2 separate regions of the Neogale vison genome follow, and region 2 is linked to region 1. A link is a contact called in public Hi-C data. All regions are on one chromosome and are shown on one strand. The core of a region is the stretch at or near the end of the contact, and the rest is flanking DNA. Distances in the headings are between cores, read along the strand shown. Region 1 holds the start of LSM6 (U6 snRNA-associated Sm-like protein LSm6). Region 2 holds the start of ZNF827 (zinc finger protein 827).

The links. Hi-C and Micro-C count contacts between places; a contact is called where the count stands out from the background.
Region 2: a contact with region 1 is called in a Hi-C map of fibroblasts, with 3 times the contacts expected there. The contact joins the promoter of ZNF827 here to the promoter of LSM6 in region 1. A contact is called at or near these places in 2 of 3 Hi-C or Micro-C datasets (fibroblasts and muscle).

Annotation. Positions count from the first base shown.
Region 1 is chr11:146,989,699-146,992,816 of ASM_NN_V1, reverse strand. LSM6 (U6 snRNA-associated Sm-like protein LSm6) reads left to right here and starts at 1,289. Exons shown (of 5, transcript XM_044224925.1): 1 at 1,289-1,424; 2 at 2,869-2,973.
Region 2 is chr11:147,170,294-147,173,344 of ASM_NN_V1, reverse strand. It overlaps ZNF827 (zinc finger protein 827), which reads right to left and starts at 1,438. Exons shown (of 14, transcript XM_044224926.1): 1 at 818-1,438. The coding sequence starts at 860.

The sequences.
Region 1 (3,118 bases), core at 40-2,539:
GAAAAAGGTTGCAACCACCTCTGCCGGTGAACTGTGCCCTTAAAACTCCTCGTTGCCCCCTGCCCACCACGCCAATCTTAATGACTCCATCAGCGTTCTGTGGTAATGGAAAAAAGGCTACGAATCAAAAAGTTCTTTTTTTTTTTTTTTTTTTTTTTTTTTAAATAATTGAAACAGCCAGTGAAGAATGTGGTACAATTTGAGGTCTTTTGTGAAGAAAGCTTTTAGAGACAGGGCTTTCTTCATATCCTATTATATTTGTTCTTCACAGCTAATTATTTTATTTAAATGATGCTTAATTTTTTTACATTATATTTTATACTGCAAGAACTTCAAATACAGCCTTTTCAATAAATCCGTAATGCTTGGTTTTTACCCAACGTAAGCTTTTATGGAAGGAAAGAAGGAAATCTTTTTTCCACCAAATCACACCCAGTTGTTCTCTCTCCGCCATATCCATCAAAGGTTCATTTCTTTAGCTAAAAGAGGTTTACAAGTGGGGAAACTCATCCCTGTCTTAGGAAAAAAAATTCTGCGTCTTCGATCCATAACACTTAACACAGTTAAGACTCTGTTTAAAGATATTTTTTCTTTGTTTATAGTGTTACAAATCACAAATAGAATTAAAGTATAAATTTTAAGTTGAGGGTATGTGTGTGAAGGAAAAAAGGAATCAAGTGTCGGTATAACAGTTTTCTTCTTTTTCTTCACCCTTTACATTAATAGCAAGAATATTGAGAATTCAAAATTTCAAACCAAGTTCCCATAGCAGCACTTAAATGTCTGCACACCACTTCCAATTAGAATTAGATTGTAATGTATCGCAATTTATGCCATTATAATTCGGAGTTACTTTAGTGATTTGAATTCTTTTTGTGGCAATTAACGTTGCCATGGGAACAATCTAATATCGACTTCATCTTTACACACACTTAACCAAAATCCAAAGGTGGATGTGAAGATTTGAGACTGCCCGTTTTATTTATTTGCATTAACTTTTTCAAGGATTTTTCCGAGTATAGTCATTACGTTGGCAGTAAATTCCAGTTTAGTGTAACTTCAAGCTCTCTCTTGCATTTCTGCCTAAAGGAAAACCCGGTTAAACGATCACTTCCAGGTTTTTAAAATTTTATTTTAGAGGTGTTTGTTTTCTGTTAAAAGAGGAAGCACCAGCGCTTTCTCCTTTGACCTCTAAAGCACCAACTTTGCCTTCAGGCAAAACGAGCTTCTTGGCTTTTCGCGCTCCACCGAAGTCTAGCCTTTTCGGTCCTCGCAGGCTGCCGTAGCCAGGAAAGGCAATCCTTGGTTGTTGCAGAAAAGCGCCTCCTGCCTCGGCAGTTTCACTTTCGATTTCTTCCGACCCTCGGCGGCGGAGGCCCGGCTTGTAGGGCACTTGGAGCGGGGGTTTGGATCCCGGCCACCAGGTGAGCCAGGCAGCCGCGCGGGCGGTTGGAGGCCCCAGTGCTCGCTCGCTGGGGGCGGGTTTGGGGAGCGGCAGCCCGGGTCTGGGCCAGGCAGCCCCTGAAAGGCGCCGGGAGGGAGCGCGGACGCCGGGAGCCCATGGGTGGCGGGCGCCCCCAAAATGCGCTCAGTTTCTCCTGGGCTCCTGGGAAGGGCAGGAGATCTGTGGTCCCCGGCTGTGAGAACCCCTCCGGAAGGGCGTCTAGACCGCGCGGGGACGAACGGCAGCGACCTGGCCCCATTGAGTTGCCTTCCGAGACCGGTCCAGGTTGCCCAAGGTTCCGCGGGAGCCCAGGCGGGAGCCTGCGGAATGGGCGGGAAAGCGGGCCCCGAATGCGCGGGCCGGCCCCGCCCGGTTCCTGGGGCTCCAGGGCTGCACTGACTACATCGGGGTGGTTCCCCGACCCCCAGGAATCAAGAGCGGGACTAGCCCACCTTACCGAGTTCTCAGGTTGCCGACGCCCACGATTGTAGGTGTTAGGTCCTAGCACCCGGGCTTTTGGTCTGTAGGTGTGTGCGCGCTCGCTCCTTACCGGTGTTTCTGTTTGCGGTGTCTAGCGTTAGGACGCTGGGAGATAAGGTTGGTAGTGGTTTAATGTGCGCCCCCCCCCCCCACCGTAACACAGGGCTCATGAAGAAGTGAAAACACAGGAGTCCAGGGAAGGAAGTAATATTCACTGAATCCCATCCATAATTTCATTCTGTATTTCAGTCTCGTGTGTGCTAATTTCCATTTGAGTTAAGACTATTTTATCAGCAGTATAAGTAGTCGTCCACTTTCATTGAAAAGTTCTTCCCCAAATATCATTTCTGATTTTGCGACTTTTGATTGGCTACCTATTCTGTCATTGCGTAGGTCCCATAAATTATTCAACCATTTTCGAACTGTGAGGCATTGAGGGTGTTTGTAAACTTTCATTTGGCTTTAGCATCCCAGGTAATATTCTGATAGACTTTATTTTAAAACTGTATTTCAGATGATTTACTCGGACTAGAGTCTGAGCAAGGAAGTTATTAAAATAGATGCTGTGTTCTAGTGAGGTCTTTTTTTAGATCTCTACACCCATTACCTAATTGTTTTCCAGGAAAGTTTTAGCAGTTTACCTCATTCATGTAAGGTTGTGCCTGTTTTTGCCAAAAGTGTGATAGCTCATTATGTATTTTATGTATTCCTAATAAGCAACATCTCTTTGGATTTATTTTTATTTTTATTATTTTTTTTTACAGTGGTGTTTCCCATTTCCAGTTGCTTGAATTTTATGCAGGAGTGTAGACGATTGTCTTGGGGTGTGTGTGTGTGTGTGTGTGTGTGTAAATGCATTATTGGAGTTACTGCATAGGCTGACTGAATGTTACAGCGAGATGATCTCTTAAGTGATCATCTAGCATAACTCCCTTATTTTGCAGATGAGGAGCCTGGGGCCTTGAGAGGTGAAACGATGAGTTCTCCAAGGCATACAGCTAAATTAAGTAGCAGAACTGGGATTAGAATTCAGGTTTCCTGTATCCCAAGTGAGTACTCCTTATGCTGCATTGGGTGGTCTCTGAGCTGAACTGTGGCATACTTATGTGAGAACCTTAAAAAATGTTGATATCACTTGGATTATTCAGTCCTGTTAGGACTGTACCAAATAACAGGTTGTCATCATCTGAGGGA
Region 2 (3,051 bases), core at 189-2,688, 180 kb before region 1:
CGCCCCGGCGCGCCCCCTCGCCCAGGCGCCGCGGGAGCAGCCGCCCGGCGGCGCGTGTGTACCGGTGTGTTTGTGTGCGGTGCCCCCACACCCTCCCCGGCCGCTCCCGCCTCGCCCGCCCCCGACTCCCCTCCTCCGCCGCCGCCTCCTCCACCTCCGCCTCCTCCTGCTCCTGCCGCCGCCGCCGCCGCCGCTGCCGCCGGCGGCTCCGGGGCCGACCAACCCCGGCGCAACCTTTAGCCGGAGACGGACCTCTCCCTGGATCCCGTCCCCGGCGGGTGGCCGCGCGTCCTCGCCCCGACACCCCCAAACGCCATGTCACGGCCCCCAGCCCTCCGCACGCCCCGACCCCCGCACCGTCAGGCACCGGGATCCACAAGGAATTTTTTTTTTTTTAAAAGATTCCAACCTCTCCCACCTCCCCCCCCCTCCGACTCCCCGATTAAAAAAAAAAAAAAAAACCGGCATCCACACTACTCCCCTTCTCGCGTCTCTTGCCCCCTCCCCCCAGCAACCCGGAGTGAGGAGGGGGAGGGGGAGGGAAAAGGGAAAAAAAGCCCGATCTCAAGGAAAAAAAGAGGGGGGGTGAGAGAAAGAAAGAAAAAGAGAGAGAATAGAAAGGGCACGGGGCTGATCATCACCAACATGGCTGCCTCAGCATAGACCTAAACGAGGAGTAACCCGGGCTGTGTCTTTGTCAGTTTCACCTCTGTAACCCTAAACTAATGCAGAAAACAACGGAGGAGGCTGCGGAGGGGAAAGAGGAGAGGGAGGGCGAGAAAATGGCACGAGAGGAGGTGGAGAAGGGATGACTTACGTGAGGGAAGGCGCTTGGGCTGCTCCTGCTTCCTCCTGGGCATTTTCCCCCTTTTCTCACATTCTCCTCCTTGGTTAATGTGAGATCAAATAAACCCCCGTGGGGGCAGAGAGGCAGACACTGGCAGGAGCCGGGAGGTAGTTGGGGGGCGGGCGGGCGGGCAGGGGGAAACCCCTTCTCTCCGGTGTGTGCAATGGGTTGAAGCTTGTTTCCTGGAGCCAGATGAGGGGTTCTCTTCTTTTCTTTCCTTTCTTTTTTTCCTTTTTTTTTTTTTTTTAAATTTTTGGTCGTGCACCTGGCTTGTCCCCGAGCGTAATATTCTTCAATGGAAACGGATCTAATAGGTGTGAGTGTGTGTGTGTCCTATGCTCGCGTGTGTGATGGGAGGTATAAATAAATGAGTGCCGGTGCGGCGGTGTCTATGGCCGCGCTCTGTGTCTCCGAGCCCCTAACACTAATGTCGGGATCAAAGGGCAGCGGCGGCGGCGGCACAGCTCACAGCTCGCTCTCTCGCTCTCTCTCTTTCTCGCTCTCTCTCTCCTCTCGCGCTCTCTCTCTCTCTCTGTCACACACACACACTCACACATACACAGAGGCACAGACTGAGGGAAAGAGCGAGAGCTAGACACACACACACACACACACACACACACACACACACACACGCAGAGCAAAGAGGAAGGTGCCCTAAGGCTCCCAGGGCGGACTCAGCCTGGGATTTGCAACCGCTCGGTCTGGAAAGAATGGGGGGCGCGCATGCGGGGGTGGGATGGAGTTCTTCGAATTTATCCCGCTATTCGCCAAATCTAGGGGGAAAAAAGTTTTCCCCACTCTCTGAACAGCGATTAGTTCATTACTCTTGCTGCTTTTTTTTTTTTAAGAAAATAGATTTTTCTCTTAACTTTCTTTTGTTTATTAAACTACATTTTGTTCTGCATACAATTCTTCAGGCTTTTTCACTGCAAGAATTATTCTCTCACCCCATCACCTTAAGTTTGTGGAGGTTACGGTTTTCCAAACACTCTTTGAAAAACATTCCAATAAAAATATTTTTTAAAAAAATTAAAAGATAGCAGCATATGGCTAAATCGATAACGAGGTTGATGGAGTAAGTGCCCAGTTTTGGAGTGTTCAGTGGAGTTAAAACTGAAACGTGCTGCCGAAATGAAAATTCCATCCCCTTGAGGAAGGGGGGGAAATAAGATTCGGTCACCCCCATGGTTGATTTCACTGCTACATGATACTCCTACAGTGCACAGAGAGATCTTGACTTCTGAAATTTACTTTTTTTGCTGCAGTAGTGCAGGTATGTGAAGCTTACCCTGAAGCAATTCTAGTTTGCATTATGAACCCAAATATAGCAGTTTTCATCAACTTTACAAATCACACATCTTTCTTCAAAGAGAGACATAAAGGGGAAAAATAGAAAAGGATGGGTCTCACTCTAGCACAAAAGGTACTTGGTGAAAGAGGACTGTTCCCTTTGTGACTTGCAGTCATTTGGATAAAAGTTCACTCAGAGGTTGTTAATGATTTAAACTCCAAAACCTGCTACTATAATTGAAGTAAAAATGGTCTGAAGAAGAGTTGTTTCATAAAACTCTCTTTGTAAGAGGAAACTTTGAACTTAGCAGAATACATTATATGTCATGAGTCAGATGTAGCTAAAAAATAAAAAGGTGAATTATTTAACTACATCTTCCCTTTTTAGCTTTTTAAAAACTCTGACTCATCATCTTATTATGTTAAATATTTTCTTACCATTTTTAAAATAGACTTTTTCATCAAAGAAGGTGGAGGCATGGTGGAGATACAGAACGTTAAAATGACACTCTGTGAGTTTACACAGATAGCTAATGCCTCTTGGAGGTTCTAGCCTGATTCTCACAACCTGAGTGGTGTTAACAACAGCCCTGGTGGATAAATCTCTATAACCCTCTTAAAAATAACAATAAGACCGTATATTGTGTCCTTTTATTAGAGACGCTTAAAGAGTGTTGGATCTCCCATAAGATGTTTCTCATTGATAATGAAATATCAGGATGAAACCCTCCCTGCCAACTCCTGGAAAGATTCAGCTTCCCCGTGTGACAAGTAATGCTATCCAAAGCGGGTTTTGAAACACCTGCTTGAATTCAATCTAAAACCAAAACCGGGAGCAGTCAAGTTTAAAATGGAGCATCATTCTTAAACCAATTCTTCCTTGAGTGTTGGCTTAAGAAAACCGGTCATCT